Linked DNA regions of Sus scrofa: region 1 is linked to region 2. A link is a contact called in public HiChIP or PLAC-seq data. All regions are on one chromosome and are shown on one strand. The core of a region is the stretch at or near the end of the contact, and the rest is flanking DNA. Distances in the headings are between cores, read along the strand shown.

Evidence for each region. HiChIP or PLAC-seq counts read pairs in DNA pulled down with a chosen protein or histone mark.
Region 1: an H3K27ac HiChIP or PLAC-seq map of alveolar macrophages shows a contact between it and region 2. The contact joins two enhancer-like sites. A contact is called at or near these places in 2 of 47 Hi-C or Micro-C datasets (embryonic fibroblasts and heart right ventricle) and 1 of 2 datasets of contacts at active chromatin or transcription factors (alveolar macrophages).

The regions. Positions count from the first base shown.
Region 1 is chr1:129,417,621-129,422,356 of Sscrofa11.1, reverse strand. All of the region lies in intron 3 of EHD4 (EH domain-containing protein 4), which reads right to left. Among named protein-coding and RNA genes, the nearest start is that of SPTBN5, 42 kb to the left of the region's middle. Within about 2 kb of position 2,221, at least 17 of the 83 cell types and tissues checked have an H3K27ac peak or open chromatin away from gene starts, as enhancers often do. A contact at or near this core is called in alveolar macrophages and embryonic fibroblasts, where this site is marked.
Region 2 is chr1:129,272,655-129,277,680 of Sscrofa11.1, reverse strand. No RefSeq gene overlaps it. Among named protein-coding and RNA genes, the nearest start is that of PLA2G4E, 14 kb to the left of the region's middle. Within about 2 kb of position 1,255, at least 19 of the 83 cell types and tissues checked have an H3K27ac peak or open chromatin away from gene starts, as enhancers often do. A contact at or near this core is called in alveolar macrophages and embryonic fibroblasts, where this site is marked.

The sequences.
Region 1 (4,736 bases), core at 972-3,471, 140 kb before region 2:
AGGGCCTACCTATCTTGGTGCTCTTAACTCTAAAGGGCCTGGTACCTGACACATGGTGTGTGCGGAAGCAATGGGCCTGAGGACCCAGCCGTGGTGCACAGCGGACAGACAATGTAAGGAAACCTTTCCGCCTTTCACTCTCCTTGGGAGGAGAACACAGTGCGGTGTGTACTGTCTTTCCCAAAGATTACCATCAAAAGGAAAAAACCCCAGGAGGTTTGGTGTCTGTAGGGGAAAAGTGTCACTTATGGGGAAACATGCCCCACATGGTATCCTGCCCCAGTGCTGCCTTCTCAGTCTATGTGTATGTGAGAGAGAAAGAGACAGAGAGACAGGCAGGGTTGCTTCCTTGGCTTGTGTCCTTGTTTCGTGTGGTTAACAGCCTGTGCTCTGAGACCAGGCTGTCTGGTTTGAATCCCACTTAGTCACTTCCTAGCTGCTTCAGTTATCAGTCACCTTGAAACTCAATAGCTTAAACAACTTAATATTTTCTCTGGTCTGAGGGTTGACTGGGCTCAGCTGGGGGGGGGGTGTCTCGATGGGGATCTATCACAAAGTGAAAGTAAGATGGCAGCTGGGCCTGGGACCATCTGAAGGTTCCACCGAGCTGGTCATGCAGGACAGCTTTGCTCCCATCTTAGCTGGAACAGCCCAAGGAGGCTAAGCCTCTCGGCCATACCACATGACTCCCTTGGGTTCCCCTCACATTTTGATGGTCTTAGGGCAGCTGGACTTCTTAGATGGTGGTTGGTGTCCCCAGAACAAACGTGCCAAGAGATGCCAGTGGAACGCTCGGGGCTTCTTATGACCCAGACTTGGGAAGTCATAAAGCATCACTTTTGGTGAATTCTACTAATCAAAAAGTAAATCAGAAGCATCCCAGATTCAAGAGAGGAGACTGAACCAGGGCACAAGTCCCAGAAGGCATGGCTCATGGTTGGCAGTGGTGGGAGGAAGAGCCATCTTTTGAGACTGGCTACCACACCTGCTACAGGGCTGTGGACTTAGCCTCTTTGTGTCTAAATCTTCTCTACTATAGAATGGGATAACAGATCCTACCTCACAGAGCTTTGTGAGGAGCAAAGGAGTTCATAATAGATAGGGAGTGCCCTTTGTGCTCAATATGTTAATGACCTGACACTGCCTCCACGAAGATGCGAGTTCAATCTCCGGCCTTGCTCAGGGGGCTAAGGATCTGATGTTGCCATGAGCTGCAATGTAGGTCACAGATGTGGCTCAGACACAGTGTTGCTGTGGCTGTGGTGTAGGCCACAGCTGTAGCTCTGATTCAACACCTAGACTGGGAACTTCCATATGCCATGGGAGCAGTTGTAAAAAGGAAAAAAAAAAAATTCTATCTATCTATCTATCTATCTATCTATCTATCCATCTATCTCACTTAACAATGCACTGTGTAAGTATTGGCTATTATTATTATTATTATTATTATTATTGTTACTCAAAAGCAAACCTTCTCTCTCATTAATCTCTGTATCCCAGTGTCTATGAAATGTTTGATGATATTGAGCTAATCTCCATGGGAAGTAAGAGAAGTACCCTCCGCTCCACTAAAAAAATTTGTTTTTCATGTAAAAGTCTAGGAAGGTTTAAAGTTTGGGTGGAAGCAGTCATTTCCCATGATCAAGCATGCATTTAAAGTTTTAACAAAAACTAAAAATAGCTTCTGGGGCTTGGTGAATGCCATTCTGAGTCACAGTCATGACGTGTTCACAGTAGGGGCTGAAGCAGCCCCACTCGTAGTGTGGAATTTCCCGTGGCACCGGCGGAAAAGGAGCCATGAATGTGTTTGTCAGCAAACTTCCCTGAAACAGAAAGAAACCAGGATTTCCTGTTGGAGGCCCAAGAAGTGAATGATGTCCAACCTCAGACTGTCCTCAGCTCTGGCCCAAAAACAGGATCTTCCAACAAATCCTCAGAAGTCAGCCCCAGGCCCTGGGGATGTGTGCTTTTCTCATGTTGCCATATTCAAACAAAGCTCAGTGATAAGTCATTGAGCTCAAGCTCTAATATAAAAATGGCTTTTTTCTTAGCCTGTGGACATACACTCTACTCCACAGAGTTCTTTACTGCGTTACCCACTACCTCCTATCTGTCAATATTCTGTGCCACCTTCAGGATCAACCCAGGCTCCTGCCACATACCCACCAGCAACATACTCATACACCAGCCATGCGCTTAACTCCCATGCCTCCAGAGGGCCCCAAGTTCACACATCTTCCAGTTCTTGCAACCTCTTCTGCCCCCTGGGAGAGAATAACAATAGTAAGGGCGGCCAGGCCACCTTTCCCTTGACTGTGCACCAGGTAGGTACTGTGCTAAGAATGTCACATCATCTCACTTCATCCTCACACCAACCTGGGAGGCCCTGACCTTGGAGGCTGATGAACTCACCCATTTACCTGGAGTCTCTGATCAAAAAGAGCTGCCTCATAAGGTTAGACATACAGATCAGTGAAACAGAACTGAGAGTCCAGAAATAAATCTTCACATTTACAGCCGATCGATTTTCAACAAGAGTGCCAAGACAATTGAAGGGGGAAGGTATTGTCTTTTCAATGAATGGTGCTGGAACAACTAGATACACATGCAAAACAAGCTGGAACCCAATTGCACACCATATACAAGAAATTAACTTAAAATGAATCAATGATGTAAATATAAGTGCTAAAATTATAAACTTCTTAAAAATATATAAAGTAAATTTTCATGAGCTTGGGTTAGGGCAAAAGCACAAGTGGAAAAAATGAAAATAGATAATCTAGACTTCATTAAAATTAAAGATTTACTCCCAAGGCAACAGAAATAAAAGCAAAAATAAACCAATGGGACCTCGTCAAACTGACAAACTTTTGCACAGCAAAGGAAACCATAAAAAAACAAACAAAAAGACAACCTAAGGAATGGGAGTAAATAGTTTCAAATGATGCAACTGACAAGGGCTTAATCTCTAAAATATACAAACAACTTATATAACTCAACAGCAAAAAAACCAAACCAACTGAAAAATGGGCAAAAGACCGAAAGAAACATTTCTTCAAAGAAGATATACAGATGGTCAACAAGCACATGAAAAAATGCTCAATATCACTGATTATTAGAGAAATGCAAATCAAAACTACTATGAGGTACCACCTCACACCAGTCAGAATGGCCATCATTAGTAAGTCCACAAATAACAAATGTTGGAGAGGATGTGGAGAAAAAGGAACCCTCCTGCACTGTTGGTGGGAATGTAAACCGGTACAACCACTATGGAAAACAATATGGAGGTACCTCAGAAAACTATACATAGAACTACCATATGACCCAGCAATCCCACCCCTTGGGCACATATCTGGACAAAACTTTCCTTGAAAAAGAACCACTCACCTGTATGTTCATCACTGCGGCACTATTCACAATAGCCAAGACATGGAAACAACCTAGATGTCCATCAACAGATGAATGGATTAAGAAGATGTGGTATATAAACACAATGGAATACTATTCATCCATAAAAAAGAACAAAATAATGCCATTTGCAGCAACATGGATGGAACTAGAGACTCTCCTACTAAGTGAAATAAGTCAGAAAGAGAAAGACAAATACCATATGATATCACTTATAACTGGAAACTAATATGTGGCACAAATGAACCTTTCCACAGAAAAGAAACTCATGGACTTGGAGAACAGATTTGTGGTTGATGAGAGGGTGGGGGGAGTGGGATGGACGGGGAGTCTGGGATTAATAGATGCAAACTATTGCCTTTGGAATGGATAAGCAATGAGATCCTGCTGTATAGCACTGGGAACTATCTCTAGTCACTTGTGATGGAGCACGATGGAGGATAATATAAGAAAAAGAATGTGTATATATGTGTGTGTGTGTGGTGTGTGTGACTAAAAGTGTGTGGGTGACCCAAAGTGTGTGGGTCACTTTGCTGTATAGTAGAAAACTGACAGAACACTGTAAATCAACTACGATGGAAAAAATAAAAATCATTAAAAAAAGAAAATCAAATTAAAGACTTTAATGCTTCAGATGATACCATATAGAAAGTGAAAAGACAACTCAGAAAATGAGACAAAATATTTGCACATCATATATTTGACTAGTACATAGGATAAAGAAAGAATGTTAAAACTCAACAACTAAAAGATAATCCAATTAAAAATGGGCAAAGGCTGTGTATATACATTTCTCCAAAGAAGATACAGAAATGAAAGAAAGCACATGAAAAGATGCTCAACATCATTAACCAATAGAAAAATGCAAATTGAAACCACAGTGAAAAAATACTTCAGACCTACCAGGATGGCTGTAATCAAAACGATGGTGTTGCTGAGGATGTGGAGAAATCGGAACCCTCACACTCTACTGGTAGAAACGTAAAATGATGCAGTTGCTTTGGAAAACAGTCTTAGCAGTTTCTCAAAACATTAAATACTGAGTTACTATATAATTCAGCAACTTTGCTCCTGGGTTTATACTCGAGAGAATCAAGAACACATGTTCTCACAAAAACTGACACATGAATGACCATAGCAGCATTATTCAACACAGCCAAAAAAACAGAAATAACTCAAATGTCCATCAACTCATGAATGAATAAAATGTGGTACAGCCATATGATGGAATGCCATTCAACCATAAAAAGGAATGAAGCACTGACAGCAGCTTAGACACAGATGAACCATGAACACATCCTGCTAAGTGAAAGAAGCCAGACACA
Region 2 (5,026 bases), core at 6-2,505:
GACTGTCCCTGAGTTCCCCTCTCTCCTTTTTTCTTTGTCTTTTTCTTTCTTTCTCATGGATACTAGGCAGGTTTGTTACCACCGAGCCACAATGGGAACTCCCCCTCTCTGCTTCTTCCTTGCTCACTTTGATGAAGCCAGCTGCCATGCTGTGACCTGCCCTATGGATGGGCCCAGTGACAGGGAGCTGGAGACAGTCAACAGCCCATGGAGACCTGAGTCCTGCCAACAGACCCATGTGTCAACTTGGAGGTGATCCTTCCCCTCCAAGGAGCAGGCGAGGCCTTGAGCTTATCATGATTCCGACCAACACCTTCATGGCAGAGGGTCAGGCACGGCAGAGGAATCCAGCCACAGAAACCAAATCAGCTCCAGGCAACTCCTGTCAAGGAACAGAGATGATCTTGCTCCTGAGGCTTCCCATTTAGGGAAATGAATCTAAGTTTTCACCATTCAGAATTTTTTTTCTTCTGATACACACTGTATTAGGGTTTTTCTGAGAAACAAAAGAAAGAGAGGGAGAGAAAGAGAAAGAGGGTGGCATGAGGGTGGGGTGGGTGGGATTTACTTTAAGGAATTGCTCACACAGTTGTAATTCCAAAATCTGCAGGGTGAGCTGGCAGGCTGGAGACCCAGGGAAGAGCTGGCAGGATTCCCTCTTGCTCTGGGAGGTCAGTCTTTGTTTTATTAAGGCCTTCAGCTGATTGGATAAGGCCCATCCACATTCCATAAGGTAATCAGCTTCCATAAAGTCCAGCGGATTTAAATGTTAACTCATTCACAAAACACCTCCACAGAAACATCCAGAACACTGTTTGACTATCTGGACACCACCGTGGCCCAGCCAAGGTGACATAAAAGTAACCATTAGATATACTCTACAGCTGCTTAAATAAATGCCCTTCTAGTTCCAATTTATTAAGGGCTTTGCATAAATCCTGAGTTCGTGTTGAATTTTATCAAACAATACTTTCATATTACTATTCTCATTTGAGCTCTACATTGTGACTTACAATTGATAAGTTTTCTAAAAACCCTTCTTGCATCGTGGAAATAAATCCAACTTGATAAGAAAAAAGAAGTGTTTCTCAATTTACCCTTTGCTCACCATTCCAATTGCCACCACCCATGTTGGGCAATGGGAAGAGTGCTGGCCCTGTGCCAGGACTGGTGATGAGACAGCCTGCAGGGCCTTTCGGTCGTCCCTGGCCATCTCTGGGCCTGACTAGGGAGGGGCCCACAGGCCGCAGGCAGAGCCTTGCACAATCCACATGGAGCCTGTGGGTGGGAGCTGATAGCTGCCTGAGTCACAGTGCTCACCCAGATTGAGGTGGGGCAGATGGGGTGGACCTCCTGGTAGTCAGGGGGCCCAGGTAACAGCAGCTTGCGGAGGGTGGGGAGTGAGATGAACACTCATGCGCGCACACACACACACACACACACACACACACACACACACACACTCTCACACAGGACATGTGGCCCTGAGCCTGGGCCCAGCCCACTCTGGGGGCTGTGTGGCACTCCTTGGCTCTCTCTGGCTTTAGTGAAAATTCCTCCAGAGTTCCCATCGTGGCTTAGCAGGTTAAGGACCTGACCCTGTCTCTCTGAGGATGTGGGTTCAATCCCTGGCCTTGCTCAGTTGGGTACAGGATCCAGTGTTGTCACAAGCTGCAACATAGGTTGCAGATGTGGCTCGGACTCAGTGCCCTCAAGGTGAAGCTTGATTCAACCCCTAACCTGAGGAACATCCCTTAAAAAAAATTCCCCCAAAGGAACAAGTCTTTTTTTCCACTTGTCTCCCTCCTCACTCTCCAGAGCACAGGGGCTCTGAGTCAGCCCGACTTCAAGGTTGAGGGCACGGTCCTCCAGACGGCCAGGACTTCTGACCCCCACTTGAGGAGGAGCTAAGGGAACAGCCCATACAAGATTGCCGTCACCTCCGACGCCAGCTACAAGTTTGGGGATCCCTGGAACCAACCCTACTTCAGAGCAGCTGGCACCAAGACCACCCTCAGGTTTGATAATTTGCTAAGACAACTCAGAATTCAGGAAAGCTCTACACTTAGGATTATGGCATGTTTGGATTTATTTATTTATTTATTTTTTTGTAGTGAAAAGATACAAATTGAAGTCAGTCAAAGAAAGAGATCACAGGGCAGAGTCCGGGCATAGGGCTAATGGGAGCTCCCAGCTGTCCCCCCTCTGTGGAGTCACAATCAGCATTCTCACCTCCTGGTCCCAGTGTGTGACAATTGGCCTATTACCAATCAGGGGGCCTGAGACGTTGGTGTCCAGGGTTTACCAGGGTGCCACCACCTGCTGCCCGCATGGCTGACCTTCAACCTCCAACCCCCAACCCCTCTGGGAGGTCAGGCTAATAGCTTTAGTCCCAGTTCCTCTGGAGGTTGGAACTGACCTGCCTGTTCCAGAGGCCTCATCACAAATCATACTGACAAACTGTCCAGCAGCCAAAGCGGGCAAACAAAGACACTCCCATCACACAGGCCATTCCAGGAGCCAGCCCTCTCTACAGGTCAGGTTAATTCTTCACAATACAATAGGGCATGCTCCAGAATCAGTGCCCAAAGATGTGGGGTGGTGGGGCTGTTAGAAGCCTCACATTGATTTTAAAGCCTCCAGTTCCAGGTCTGGCTTTGCCACTTCTGAGTTTAGTGACCTTGAGCAAGTCGCCAAGGACCGCTGGGAACATTACGCAGGTGAACAATTTTTTTTTTATTGTCTTTTTAGGGCCACACTCCTGGCATATGGAAGTTTCCAGGCTACAGGTCTGCCAGGCTACGCCACAGCCACAGCTATGCGGGATCCAAGCCATGTCTGCAACCCACACCACAGCTCATGGCAACGCCAGATCCTTAACCCACTGAGCAGGGCCAGGGATCAAACCCTCATTCTCATGGATACTAGTTGGGTTCGTTAGGCGCTGAGCCACGATGGGTACTCCTAGCTGAACAAAATTTGGGTTTGTTGATACTCATTGCAACCGAGGAGGCTGCACACTGTGGGGAACTATGGGATGTCTTGGTAAGTGGGAGGCAGGAGGAGTTTATTGCAGGATTTGGGCTTGTGTGCGGTGATTTAGAGTGTTTAAAAAAAAAAATTAACAGAAGCCTCAGACAGAGTCGGGGAGGCAGAAGGGGGAGCTCTCCTGCTCTAGAATGATAGCAGAGCCCAACAGGAAGAAGGCAGATGTCTTTCCTGGCAAAGGACTCAGCCAATGAACAGCCCTGGACTTTACTGTAGCCTTCCCAACTTTCCTTTCCTCTCTGTAAAAGTGTCCTCCTCCCTTGCACATGGTTCACCATGGCCCAGAATTGCACTTCTCTGCAGATCCTGGATAAACCCATCTTCATTGGAGAAATAGCTGACGATCTGTTGATTTCAGGTCAAGAATGGAATGCTCAAGGAAGCAAAGTGTTGCTCTGGCTTGGGTGCTGTCAGAAAGTGAGGGCAATTCTGGAGTTCCAATTGTGACTCAGCGGGTAAAGAATCCCACATAGTCTCTGTGAGGATGCAAGTTCAATCCCTGGCCTTGCTAAGCAGGTTAAGGATCTGGCATTGCCGTGAGCTATGGTGTAGGTTGCAGATGCAGCTTGGATCCAGCATTGCTGTGGCTGTGGTGTAGGCCAGCAGGTGCAGCTCCAATTTGACCCCTAGCACAAGAACTTCCATATACCGTGGCTGCAGTCCTAAAAAGAGAAAAAAAGAAAGTGACGCTAATTCTATGACTAGGTATCTTAATTTTGATCTAGGAGGTGAGGGAATGGGAAATTCAACCCCACCTGTTATTCTCTGGAGAGGAGCTGGAAATTGAGTTTATAATCAATCATGCATATATAATAAAGCCTTGATAAAAATCCCGATAATAGGGAGTTCGGGGAGCTTTCAGGTTGATGAACACATACACATGGGGAGGGTGACACACCACAATTCCACAGAGACAGAAACTCATGCACTGGGAGGCTTCCAGACCTTGCCCTAGGTACGTCTTCAGGCTGTTCCTCAATATACAATAAACTGCTAAAGGTGTTTCTCTGTATTCTATGAGCCATTCTAGCAAATTATCAAATCCAGGACTGGGGTCACGGGAACCCTGATTTATAGCTGGTTAGTCAGAAATATAGCTAACCACCTGAGACTTGCAATTGACATCTGAAGTGGAAGCAGTCTCATGGACTGATCCCTGAACTTGCAGGATGTGATGCTCACTCCAGGTAGAGGGTGTCAGACTTGAGGTGAATTGTAGAACACTCAGCTGGTGTGGCAGAGAATTGCTTGGCATTGGAGAAAGCAACCCCTCCCACTCATTTGGTGACCACAAGTGTCAGAGGTGTTCTGTGTGAGAAGTAAAGGAGAAACAGGAGTGCTTTTTTCTCCTACTCAAGCCAGTAGCTACTACCACCGCCATCGCTGAAAAAATAAGAGTTTGTGATAAAATGGAAAAAATGTAGAATCAAAATAAAGACAAATAAAGAGGGAAGAATGTCCTGAGAAGAGGTCATCAGATGAGGGCCAGGGTCTGTCACTGTGATACCTACCTGGGCCCAGAGCAGCCAAAGCTATATATGAGTGTGTGTGTGTGTGTGTGTGTGTGTGTGTGTGTGTGTCCCCCTCCCTTTGAGTGTGGAAGATCCAGAGTGTAGTAGCAATATATAAACTGGATTATATATCACATGACCAAGTGAGATTCATCCCGGTAGTGCAAAGTTGGCTTAACATCCAACAAGGCAATTGTTGCAATATATCACATTAATAGAATAAAGGGGAAAAGCTACATAATTGTCTCCATAGATACAAAAATAGCATTTGTCAAAATTCAACACCTTTCATGATAAAAACACTCATATGATGAACAGAAGGGAATTTCCTCCACCTGCTGAAGGGCATCTAAGAAAAAAACAGTTTCCTTCCAATATTAAGCACAAGACAAGGATGTTTGTCTTTGCCACTTCTGTTCAACATTATACTGAAGGTTCTGGTCAAGGAAAAAGAAAAAAGAAAAAAA